Linked DNA regions of Mus musculus: region 1 is linked to region 2. The links are chromatin contacts, called in public HiChIP or PLAC-seq maps. All regions are on one chromosome and are shown on one strand. Each heading gives the region's core, a stretch centred on a gene start, on an enhancer-like site or on the middle of the called end of the contact. The rest is flanking DNA. Distances are from core to core; before and after follow the strand shown. Region 1 has its middle 19 kb from the start of Gm41507. Region 2 holds the start of Gm31323 (a long non-coding RNA gene).

Region 1 (6,474 bases), core at 1,888-4,387, 270 kb after region 2:
TGAGGCAGGCCAGGGCAAATAGATATAACATTGCCTCTTGATTTAGAGTTATGGCTGATCCCAAGAGATCCCGGTGTGTCTCTGGGAGCAGTAGACCCAGAATGGAGATGATGGCCACGATCAGTATTGTTCCACCAAGATCTTCCTTCTGATCCTGGTGTGAGGAGCCTCTAGATAAGCTCCATGCAACTGGGGTGGTCCAGCCACTGTGTGATGGGTCCACCATTCCAGTCACATGGACAGCACATGGACAACACTCAAGAAAAAGTTCCACAGGCTCGCTCACAGGGCTGGTGGGCTCATTTTTCTCAATTGAGGCCACCCCTCCTACCCAGATGCCTCTAGTTCATGTCAGTTCATGTAAAGGTGGACTGCACACGGATAGCACATGGACAGCATACAGACAGCACACAGCACACAGAGCATACAGACAGCACACAGATAGCACATGGACAGTACATTTACAGCACATGGACAACACATGGAGAGCACACAGACAGCACATGGACAGCACATGGATAGCACACAGACAGCACATGGAGAGCACACAGACAGCACACAGATAGCACATGGACAGTACATTTACAGCACATGGACAACACATGGAGAGCACACAGACAGCACATGGACAGCACATTTACAGCACATGGATAGCACACAGACAGCACATGGAGAGCACACAGACAGCACACAGATAGCACATGGACAGCACATGGACAGCTCAAGGATAGCACATGGAGAGCATACAGATAGCACACAGTTAGCACATGGACAGCACATGGACAGTACACAGATAGCACATGGACAGCACATGGACAGCTCAAGGATAGCACATGGAGAGCATACAGATAGCACACAGTTAGCACATGGACAGCACATGGACAGTACACAGATAGCACATGGACAGCACATGGACAGTACACAGGTAGCAGATGGACAGCACACAGAACGCACACAAACAGCATACAGACAGCACATGGACAGCATACAGACAGTACATGGAGAGCATACAGACAGCACACAGCTAGCACACGGACAGCACATGGACAGCACAAGGATAGCACATGGACAGCACACGGACAGCACATGGACAGCACACGGACAGCACATGGACAGCACAGGGACAGCACATGGACAGCACACGGACAGCACATGGACAGCACATGGACAGCACACGGACAGCACATGGACAGCACATGGACAGCACGTGGATAGCACATGGACAGCACATCGCGGACAGCACATTCACTAAGTGTAAATTTTGTTTGTGGACAAGGTGGATGGCTCAAGGTCCCCACGACTTGATTATTACTCTCTCCTGAAACCTGTGGTTCACAGTGGGGCAAGATGCTGAGAGAACCTTTCATGAGTGTCAGGGTCTTGGCTTTTAGGTGACAAAGACCAACTGTCACACTGTCAAGCAATCACATGGACGGAAACATTCACACACTCAGCTCTCAGATCAGGGAGACGTCTGTCCCGGGTTCTTCACACCAGTCATGAGGCTCGGCTTACAATGACCTTACACATCCATTCACGTCACTGTCCACCACACAGTCTTGTGACATCTGTAGATAATGTGGACAAAGAAAGAAACCCTTGAACTCAAGTCGACTGCAGAGACCCACCTGCATTGTCTTTAGTCACCTCTCATTTGTTCTGGCAAATGTTTTAACAACAGGATTTCCAGAGAAACCTAAGTCCTCATCCGTAGAATGTGTCAATTTCTATGGTGTAAATTTTCCCCGGGAAGACTGGTTTCAAACTCCCAACTTGCTGTCTGTGAATACGGAGCTGGGACGGGACATGCTACCCCGCAAACATGGCAGGTATCAGTAGCTCCAGAAATACAGGAAACTATAAACATAGCGAGACAATCAGGAACAGATAATTTGAATGCTTTTCAAATGTGTGTGTTTAACACAATTCAATCAATTGTAAACATGTAATTTTGTGTTTAGTGATGAATGGAGAATCCTTGGACATGCAGGTCCTGGCACTTGAGGACAGTTCCAGCCTGTCCCAGCTCTCTGCTGCATGCCCTATCATGATATTCTACTCCTGATGGGGACTGACCTACAGTACAATCCAGAAGACAGTGGCCAGTGACTGCCCCCATGAGTACTGCTACAGAGGAGTCCCATGAGTAGACTGGAAGAGTTTAGGGCTGAGGTAGAAACTAGCAGACAGTCAAGGATTCCTGCTTATAAAGTTACTGTTGTCTCCAGATCTGCTCAAGCCTGGCCCCTGCTCTTTATCTCCATCCACTGATGCAGAGTTCCTGAGCTACCTACCTACCTGGTGGCCAGCTCAGAACAGGACAGTTAATAAGGTCATCGAGACCCAATATTAGCCAGTATTGTGTCCGTACTGGCCTTGGCTCCTTGGTTGATATTCTACAGATTCTTCCTGGCTTAAGGCTAATGCCCCACACCATGTTGGCAATGAGAGTTTGTGCTTGCTTTGATATCTTCTTAAATACAAAGTGTGCATATACTGGGTCATCTCCAAAAGTTTACTATGTAACCAACAGTCTAACTTTCAATTCAGTGTTACAATTGTGTGATTCTCACTGTAATCTGCAATGCCATTCTGGACTGACTAGCTACTTCAATAGTCTCTAATCACTTAGCGAGAAAGTGAGACCTATGTTGCTGATGTTGCTGGGTGATTAGCCTTAGGCCGGGTATGCACAAAGGGTGCCCCACACCTATCACAAACACACTAACGGGTGCAGTGTCTGTTTGTTGTGGTGGTGTTTGTCCCATGATAACAGCCACAGCCCATGAGAGAGAGATGCCATCCGATCCCAAAGTGGAAAAATGATGTTTTTTTCAGACTAGCTAAGTGGGAAAGAAATAAGACCTAAGATGCATTTCCAGTGGACCCAACAAGCCTGCTTTGTCCTCGGTTTACCTCAGCAAGGTCTCTCATGTCTTTGGGATTCTCTTGAGCCTGGTCTTCCAGAGTCTCTTCTGGAGACAGGGTTAGCTCAACATTTTGACAGAAAATAGAAACCAGGGCTGCGGTTGAAGGAGAATGTACCCAATCAGCTTTTAGGGAGAGCCATAATGGGGAGGAAAGATCATCATGTGTTGTGTGTGGCAGGGCTTCCCAGTTGGACTCTTGGTCCCCACCTAGTGGTACTGTTTTGAGAGTTGGCTGAGACTTTGGGAGGTGGAGCGTGGCTGGGAAAGCCAGTCCCCAAGGGTGCATTTCAAAGGTTGGTTGATCCTCTGCTGGTTTCCTAACGCCCCACAGCCAGCTTCTCTCTGCTTCCTGTTCAGCGAGCTGAGAAGCCGCTATCACTCCCTGCACCACCATCCTCTGTTTCAGCACAGGCCCAGAATCAACAGAGCCCAGGAATACCGACAGAAACATCTGACAACAGATGCTTACATAAATCGTGCCCCGTAAGCCGTTTGTTTATGTCAGGGAGCATCAAGTCTGATTGGTGCATTAGGCAGTGAGCTTGCAGAGAGCTGTTGGTGCTGGCTGGAGAGGACTGAAGTGAGGAGACTCACCCCAGCATCGCCCACAGGGAGTGCTTCCTGTGAGTCCCTCGACTCTGCTCTTTGGAGTCCCTCTGGGTGTAATGTCTATCCCTTTTGCGCAGCTCCATGTGGGTGGTGAGTGTGGGAACACTTACCTTCCTTGGCCACATGCTGATAAATGCCTGGGTCACAGAGTGAGCAGCAGACTCATTTCACAGATGTTCCCCACAAGGCCCGCCACATGCCAGGAGGTGCTGTTTGGTCAAAATGTCAGACACTGGTAGAATGAACAGCTGTCTGCCAAAGGTGGGTGGGTGGGTGGGGGTTGCACTAGGTAACAGTTCCTGGCTGGCAGAGTGAGTTGTTCACAGTTTAATGCATTTGTAAAAGCGTGAGTGTCTGTGGAATATTTCATCACCCACCTTTGAAAGAGAGAGGGAATCAGGCAGGGAACCTTGGGCAGTGCACGATGCTGAAGAGATGCAGGCAGAGAGATCACAAAACAGAGAGGAAAATGTAGGTGGGTGGAGGGGGAGACTGTATAGTTATGGAACTGCCCTTGGATTCTGGGTGCAAGCTCCCACATTTTGAATGACCCCATGGCAGCTCATAGCACACTTTGAGATGAATTCACTCTCCTGCCCGTAGAGTAGGATGACATCTTTGGGCGAATATATGTAAAGAAACCGAGACCATATCAAATTATTCTTTTATTGTTCCAGTCAAAAAAAGAGGAACGCCTCAATATGTAAACAGTTTCCCTAACACAGCGATTTCTTAAATATATATATTTATTTATTCTAAAAAAATTTGGCATTGTAGAGATTTCTCAATACATAATTTGTGCTTTCGCATCAGGCATGCTTTCGCCTTGTCCGTGCGCAGACATACTTGGATTGAGTACAGGGAGTTACAAAAGGATCGGAAGGTGGGTCGGGAGCCAAACCAGGGCTGGAGCTCTGCCTGGCTTTCACTTGTAAAAAGCATTGTGGGGAGGGTGGCAGCAATGACCTCAGAAGCAGGGGGCAGCTATTTTACTGCGAAGAAATCTGAAGCCTTGATGGGAGACTTTGGGGAAGATGTTTTTCCCTGTGTTTTCTTGGCATCTCTAGAAGGTCATTGGTTTTGCTTAAAGAAAGCTACGGTGACTGTCCCAGCATTCTCAGCATATGAATTTGCTGGGCTTATAATCAACTATTCCATGACACTGAAACTCCACTTTTTCCTTTTTTTTTTTTTCCAGGCTCACTGAATTATTCTGGGGTGCTTGACGGTTGTGTCAAGGACATCTTGCTTCGGTTCAGTGGAGACTGTCCTTTTGTTCAACCTTAAGAGTTAGGAGCTATTTTGACACCGTGATGGCTTTAATAAACTACGGTCTGCATTCCTCCACCTTCAGCTCAGAAACTTCTACAGTTTAGCACCAGTTTTCACAATGTATTTTTACCAAATTTCCTGGGAAGCCACCTGCCCTTTGTAGACTAGCCTAGGCACTGTCCCCTGGCCCACTACAGCCATATCTTTATGTCTCAAGGTGGCTCCTCTTTATGGCATGACTTTTCCTTGGGTTTTCTCCTTCTGAAGCCTACCCAGACCTCAACAATATCAAGGTCTACCCCTCCCTGCCACACGACACTACTGCTTACTGTCCACACAGAGCCTGCCTCGCTGTTGTTAATTTCCAGGCAATTGGTTCTAGCTGTCCTTCTGGATTAACTAGCCTTATCCCTAAAACTAGACTGACTTTCTTCATGAGTGATGTGGGAGTTAGCTTTTGCTCATAGGGGCTTGCGTGCTCACTCAGTAAGAGTTGATGGCCACAGGGTAGTTGCAGACAATAGAAGATGTTGCTATTTCTTAGTGTCCCCAGATGACCTTGCTTAAGACCTTGGTCATTGGACAGCAAGCACCCATCGCAACCAACACACAGGAACCTCCAAGAAAGCTTTGCATGGGGTTCTGCCTTGTTTTAGCAAGCTGTTTGGATTGTTTAGAACAAAAATAAGTTTCATCATGTTCTCAGCCTTGAACCTGGGGACTGCCTCAAACCTGAACATGAAAACCTTATTTCTCTGCAGGGCACAAGCATTTTATTAAAATCTCCAGTTCCTAGGAAAAATTGCTGGGTTTGGAGTTGAAGATTAAGTCTATCTGTGCTTCCATGGTGGGGGGAGGGATTTGTGTTTGTTTAAAACATTTTAAAATTTAAATTTAATTTATTTTATGTGTATATGTGCATGTCTGTGTGAGTTTATGCCACTTTGGGTGTCTGAGAATATCAGAAGAGGGTGTTAGTTCTCTGGAGCTGGGGTTACTTGGCATGGATACTGGATGCCAGGGTTGCCTGGCATGGATGCTGGAGCCACACTTGAGTCCTCTAGAAGAACAGTGGGCATTCCTAACTGCTGAGCAGCAGCTAACAGCTCCTGTTCTTGGTGTTCTCTGGATTGGATTCTGGTGGGGGCCTTACGACACCTCAACTTTAAAACCCCGTTCCAGGGCTTCCTCCTTAACAGGTCTGTGTGAGAGTTTGGTGAGACCTTCATGGCACACCACAGGTAAATAAGTCCCCTAGACCGGACTCAGCCTTACCCTGTGTTTCCTAGAGCCATGATCAGAGGATGTTGAAAAACTGGTACCGATAGTGGGCTTTCCTGAATATGGTTCTTTTTCCTGTCCTAGAAAATAGGTCAAGGAGAATCTCAGCCACGGCACAAATCTGGCCCCTTACTGGGAGAGGAAGATACTGTCATTATTTAAAACTAATAGTGAGAAGGATTTCCATTCTTTTGTGCTTTGGACAAATAGCTAAACCAGGGCAGAAAAGAAAGTGATTCTGTTAACGTGTGTTGCAGCTAAAATACAGAAGGGCCGTAGAATGTTCTTAAGGCCTAAGCTTCTTTTTTATGGTGTGTTCGGTACAGTACCAGCACAGTTTCGGCGAAGTCCCTGCATGCATGTTTCCAGCGGTGCCGGGCTG
Region 2 (6,131 bases), core at 665-3,164:
GGCCCCTGAGAGTATGAGCAAAAGCGGGGTATGTGCATGTAAGAAAATGTCACAGCACCATCATTCTGTACAGTCTGTCTACTAGTGACGTATGTGCTACAAGAGATGGTAAGGGGGAACTGACCGTTTTAGTGAGAGCCTGTGCGCTGCACAGGGCAGGCGTGGTCTTGTAGAAAGCATTTGTTAGACTAAGTGGAAGCACTCACTTTACAGCATAGTCTGAACTGGATCAAATGTCTCAGAGTCACTTTGAAAAATGTTTTGGAATCCTGAGCCCAGGACACTATAAACCTTATCTTTTTCTGTAACAAAGGATAATTTCACCTACATTTGTCCCAAAGTGTTTCTGTGAGTGCTGTTTACTTGTTCAGAATGAGGAGGCATGTGCACCACTGCCTTGGAAGGGTCCAGGCAAGGCTCCTTGGCTTAGAGAGCTATTCTTCATCCTGCCACTGCCTCTGCCTTACATGGTCTCACTGTTTCCCACTTTAAAGAGAGAACAAAATAGCAAAAGTATGGAAATTCTCGTCAACTGAAAAAATCCCAGTGAGTGGACGGTCAGTCGATACAGACATCAGAAAAAGATGGCTACATTAAGAATAATAATGTGGGGGGGGGTGGGGGGGAAGAATAATAATATTGGCTATCCCCATGGGAAACGTTTAACCTGTCACAGTACAGACAGATACTAATTCCAGATGGACCAATCCTAAACATGAACAGATTTTCCTTCAAGACAACAGATTTTTAGAAAACCATAAAGGTGGATCTTACTTCAGGGTTGAGCAACTCAGTAAATTGTTTCCATGAAGTAGAAGAGACAAAGGCAGAACAGCTAATCCACAAACACACAAGTGGTTCATAAACATCCTGATACAAAATAAAACCTGAGTAGGATGATGCTGTACATTGTCCAGAGCTTGCTGGATACCGGCTTGAGGACCATCTACCTTTGTGTTGTGAAGGTCTAGCACCTTGGAGTCCACCATTCCTTCTGATCTAACCAACAAACCCAATTAGTATGCTTGCAGAGGTTCTATGAACCAGTTTTGGAGTTGTTAGATGGATGCTACACAGTGAGTTCTATGTTCAGAGGTGTCACGTTGGGAGTGCAGAGTCATCAGTGGATAGGAGAAATAACCAGGTAACCTCAGGGCCTTGCCTGCCTGAAGGAAAGCACAGCTGGTTCAATGGAACTTTGAAATGTAAAATGGTAAGGTCCCCCAGCACTGCTTAGGTGGTTTTCAGCCGAATGAACTTTCCCGAGCCCTTGCTGTCCTAAAAGGACAGGGTCCACTCGTCTTTGAGCGAGGGACACAGCCTCTTCATAGTTCCTAGGGAGCCTCTCTCTGTGTCTTGGCTTGAAGCAAGAAGCTTCTATGTGCGTACATGTTGCTGACCCCATGCTGGAGTAACTTGTCTGCTGAGCAGGTAACGGGCCAGGCCTTGGGCCTTGTCAAGAGCCTTCCAAGCAGAGTGGAAATTGCCATCTTCTATGGCACAGCATGCTTCAAAAAGAGAAGCTTGTGTTTAATAATGTGCTCTTGCCTCAAATAGTATCACTGTTTTCAGCAAATACCTTGAGGCTCTAGTGGATAAATACCAGGCTGCTTCCTAAGGTCTTCTTCCTCCTTACTTAAAAAATTATGTATGAAGGCATTCTGCTGAATTCCTTTAGTCTCTTATTTCAGCTTCTATTTATTTGGTGTGATAGAAAGGTCTTAATTTAGATCTTCCTGCCACCAGTTCCAAGAAATCCGCCACCAGCTCCAAGTTTCGTGTCCTGAAGTGCCACCCCATTCCAGTGGGGTGAGCCAGCAGCCTCCGAAAAGAGAAAGCAGTGGAACAGATGGGCATTGTACTTCCAGACGCTGGCTGCCACCCAGCGCCAGCAGGACTCCAGCTTTCTTCTATCCTCTGGGGAGGCCACATTGCTTTTGCTTCCAGAGGCACGGCTACCACAGTCTCTAACCTGCCAGACAGAAAACCGAAGCCAAGCCCTCCCTACTTCCTGGGCTTTCAGGCACTGAGGGACAATGCCCTTCATGCTCCTCATCCCACTGTACGTCTGACAGGCCCTGGTTCCTCCACCTTGCAATACCCTAGCTGCCCCCACTGGGAGCAAACCAAGTGGTCCTGGCCACCAGGATGGCTATATAACATTGATCTGCGACTATTCATTGAACCATCAAATATGCCACAGGAGGCACAGTTCTAGTGCCCCAGTTATAACAACAGACAAGAAGAAAGGACTTGAGCATTCCAATAGTGGAGGCTGACGTCAAGTAGGACAGTAAAACACATGATATGTCCCTGGTAATCCCAGAGAAGAATGGGACCAGGAAGGGATAAGGGAGGATGGGGACAGTAGGGTGGGGTAGGGCTCCAGCTTTGAACAGAGGCCAGGGAAGTCAGCACTTGGTAGCAGCCGGGAGGAGGGAGTGGAGGTGGTAGAGTGTCCAGACTTGGAGTCATGAGGGAAGCTGCCAGCGCAGCAAAGCCTGCTAGTGTATTTAGGGGATTCTTCAGGAGTGGGAGCTGTTGTTAGGGACAGTGGGGTGCCTGAGCACAGCAGCCTAACGCCAGCAAGATGGACGCATTCCCACAGAGGACAGTCAGCTTGCTGGCGAGCTCTCCTTAAATGTTAGTACTGCACATGACCTGGCACTCAAGAGACGAGACCTAACAGCTAAGCAGAGACTATTCTGATACACTCTTGTTCTTAACAGCCCCCTGAACTGCTTCTCATCGGTTCCTTGTCATCCAGGCTGGCACAGTTGGTCTGCCCTATACTCACGGCTGTCTGTTCCTGTGTACCCCCTTACACTGGACTTTCTGTATACAGCCGGTGCCTACTCAGCAGTCAGCCCACATCCCGCCACAGTCCTTTCAGTGTGGAGACTTCATAGCCCACCTCACCAAGCATTGGCATTCTCACTTATGGGGGATAAAAACATGTGCCTTGCTCATAGCTGCTCAGTAAACATTTCAAAGTACACAGACTACATAGGATAAAAGCCACAACACAAAACTGGTGGCCTTCACATCTAGGGAGCCTGGCCCTCCTCTGACTTCTCACTGTACCAGACTCAGGATCTTTCCACTGTCTTCCAGCATCATTTTTTTTTAAGATTTATTTATTATTATATGTAAGTACACAGTAGCTGTCTTCAGACACACCAGAAGAGGGAGTCAGATCTTGTTACGGATGGTTGTGAGCCACCATGTGGTTGCTGGGATTTGAACTCTGGACATTCGGAAGAGCAGTTGGGTGCTCTTACCCACTGAGCCATAAACAATTTGGCAATACTAGGCCCACTAATTACAATCATAGCATTTTTTTTTTTTTTTTGGTTTTTCGAGACAGGGTTTCTCTGTGTAGCCCTGGCTGTCCTGGAACTCACTTTGTAGACCAGGCTGGCCTCAAACTCAGAAATTTGCCTGCCTCTGCCTCCCGAGTGCTAGGATTAAAGGCATGCGCCACCATGCCCAGCTTAAGTACCCTTTTCATACCCATTTTACAGATGCAGAAATAAACCTCAAAGTTTAAATAACTTTCCTGAAATAATAACCTGAGTGAGTCTAGGCTTGAACCTGCTGAGCAAACTCACTCACTACTCTAGCCATTCATCTGCTGACTAGTGCTCCCCTCTCAGCCCAGATCAACTTCTCTCCTAAGGAACAGCAGCTAAAGTCACGGAGTGCAGCCCATTGCTGCTTGGCCCACACACAGCTTCCATGGCTTCTGACCCATACAAGGCTGTCTGCATGCTTAGGGAGCTACAGCTTCCTAACCTGTGCTGCTGTCTGTTCTTAGGCTGGTGTGCATTTTTTTCCTGAATCCTTGGCTGCCTCTTCTTCTTGCTTTATTTTCTTTGCACTTTGTTTTTCCATGTATGCCTTTAGCTTGTTCCCATTGGGCTCCTTTTAGCCTCCAAAGCACAGTTGCCTTTATTGCTGATCTGGCTTGGACCTATACATTCTTCACCTGCATGCTCTTCTCTTCCTGCGTTGTTAGATTGTATATTCCAGAGATTCCAGGACATACCAACACTTGTACAGCTGAACTCCCACCAGGGAGACTTGTGACATCAGAGCACACAGTCACTCTACTGAGCTCTAGTGGGTGTGTCATACTGTGTCATCAGGACTTTTCTTTCTACTTCCCTAGGACGAATAATACTGAGCATCTGTTTTTGGGCGTATTTACAGTCAATACATCTTTGTTGAATTACCTGATTAAGTCTTTGATTCATCTTAAAACACAAGTTGTAAATTTTAAGTTATAATAGCTCTTTATACATTCTCGATACAGCTGTTTGGTGGATACACACTACGCAGTTTTCCTCCAACTCTGTGACATGCATTTTCATTTGTTTTCACCGTACTTTGGTTTTTTTTTTTTTAATAAAATTTGTTGTATGTGGGGTGTGTTGCAAGTATACACCCAGGAGCAAGCTCACATGCACATACCATGGTGCACACTTGGAGATCAGAGGTAACCTGTGGAAGCTGGTTCTCTCCTTCCACCGTGTGGGTCCTGAGAATCTACCTCATCACCAGGCCTGGCAGCAAGTGCTGAGACCCACTGAGGGATCTCACTGACACAACATTTTTGTCTTTTGTGTTCACTGGAAATTTCATCTAATGTATGGATCATCTCCCCCCCCCCCTCCCCTCCCCCAGCTTCTCCTAGAAGCTCTTCCCGCACACCCTGAGAGTTTGTGTGCTCTTAAGAATAACAGCCATCCATCGAGTCCATTGGTACTCTCCATGGACTCTTGAGAATGTGAGCATCCACAGTTGACATATCGGGACCACACCCTTAAAAGACAGTATTCTCCCTCTTCCAGCACCTATCAGTTACCAGTAGCTCCTCAGGTAGGGATGGGACTTCATGCCCACCTCCCCTTTCCACTCTTGAATTCCGCTCTGGCTTGAGCTTGTGCAGCTTTTGTGCATACTGCCACAACCACTGTGAGTTCATGTGCACATTCATATTGTGACTAGAACACTTCCCTTACAGTCATCCACCACACCAGGCTCTTCCAAAGTAATCGCTAAGCCTTGGAGGAAGGGTATGATAATAAATGCCATATTTAGGGCTGAGCATTCTACAATCTCTCGGTCGCTACAGATTGACCAGTTGTGGTCTTTGTGTTTATTATCTAACTGCAAATAAAAGCTTCTGTGTAGAGGGTTAGATAATGCACGGATCTATCATTATAAATAAGTCTTTAGGAGTTGGTTCAATACTATATTCATTTCATTAATTAATGGTGGTATATTCTCTCCTAGCCTAGAGTGTTATTTAGTCACAGGTTCTTGATCCCAGTAATGGCGCCAGGTATGGATTTCATTTTGTGGAGTGGGCTTTAAATCCAATTATAATATAAAGTAGTTGTTACTCCTATAACTTTTGTACCAGTATCGCACCAGTGGGCATGTTTTATCAGACTGGTCAATCTCAAGTTTACAACTAGGTAAGATTCATAGATTTTTTTTTTTACAGGTATGTGAGCATGTGTGTGCATGCCTGTATAATATGTAAGGTTGGGTTGGGGCTCCAGAGCAGAAGTCAAATGGCAACCTGCAGGAGTTTTCTCTATTTTTACTGTGAGAATCTAACAATTAAACTGAGGTCATTGGGTATGTGTGGCAAGTGCTTTTAAAGCCACAGTTTACCTGCTGAGTTACCTGTGCAGCTCTAAGAATTTTGAAGTCTTAAAACAGAATTTTGGGCCGGGCGTGGTGGGGCACACCTTTAATCCCAGCACTTGAGAGGCATGTGGATTTCTGAGTTCGAGGCCAGCCTGGTCTACAGAGTGAGTTCCAGGACAGCCAGGACTACACAGAGAAACCCTGTCTCAAAAAACCAAAAAAAAACCAAACCAAACAAAACAAAACAAAAAAGAAAGCAATTCCAAGAGTTCAAAATTTTGTTGTTGTTGTTGTTGTTTTGTTTTGTTTTGTTTGTTGTTTTTTTTTTTAATAGCCCTGGATGTCCTGGAACTCACTTTGTAGACCAGGCTGACCTCGAACTCAGAAATCTGCCTGTCTCTGCCTCCCGAGTGCTGGGATTAAAGGCATGCGCCACCACGCCCGGCTGGAATTGCTTTCTTATTTGAAGG

The links. HiChIP or PLAC-seq counts read pairs in DNA pulled down with a chosen protein or histone mark.
Region 1: a contact with region 2 is called in an H3K27ac HiChIP or PLAC-seq map of stem cell-derived neural progenitor cells, with 4 times the contacts expected there. The contact joins two enhancer-like sites. A contact is called at or near these places in 1 of 484 Hi-C or Micro-C datasets (nephron progenitors) and 4 of 115 datasets of contacts at active chromatin or transcription factors (T-cell acute lymphoblastic leukemia, embryonic stem cells, oligodendrocyte precursor cells and 1 more).

What each region holds. Positions count from the first base shown.
Region 1 is chr16:94,740,789-94,747,262 of GRCm38.p6, forward strand. It overlaps a transcript of Kcnj6 not described here. Among named protein-coding and RNA genes, the nearest start is that of Gm41507, 19 kb to the left of the region's middle. Within about 2 kb of position 3,138, at least 68 of the 459 cell types and tissues checked have an H3K27ac peak or open chromatin away from gene starts, as enhancers often do. A contact at or near this core is called in stem cell-derived neural progenitor cells, where this site is marked.
Region 2 is chr16:94,470,822-94,476,952 of GRCm38.p6, forward strand. It overlaps Gm31323 (a long non-coding RNA gene), which reads left to right and starts at 6,014. Exons shown (of 5, transcript XR_876278.2): 1 at 6,014-6,131. Within about 2 kb of position 1,915, at least 84 of the 459 cell types and tissues checked have an H3K27ac peak or open chromatin away from gene starts, as enhancers often do. A contact at or near this core is called in stem cell-derived neural progenitor cells, where this site is marked.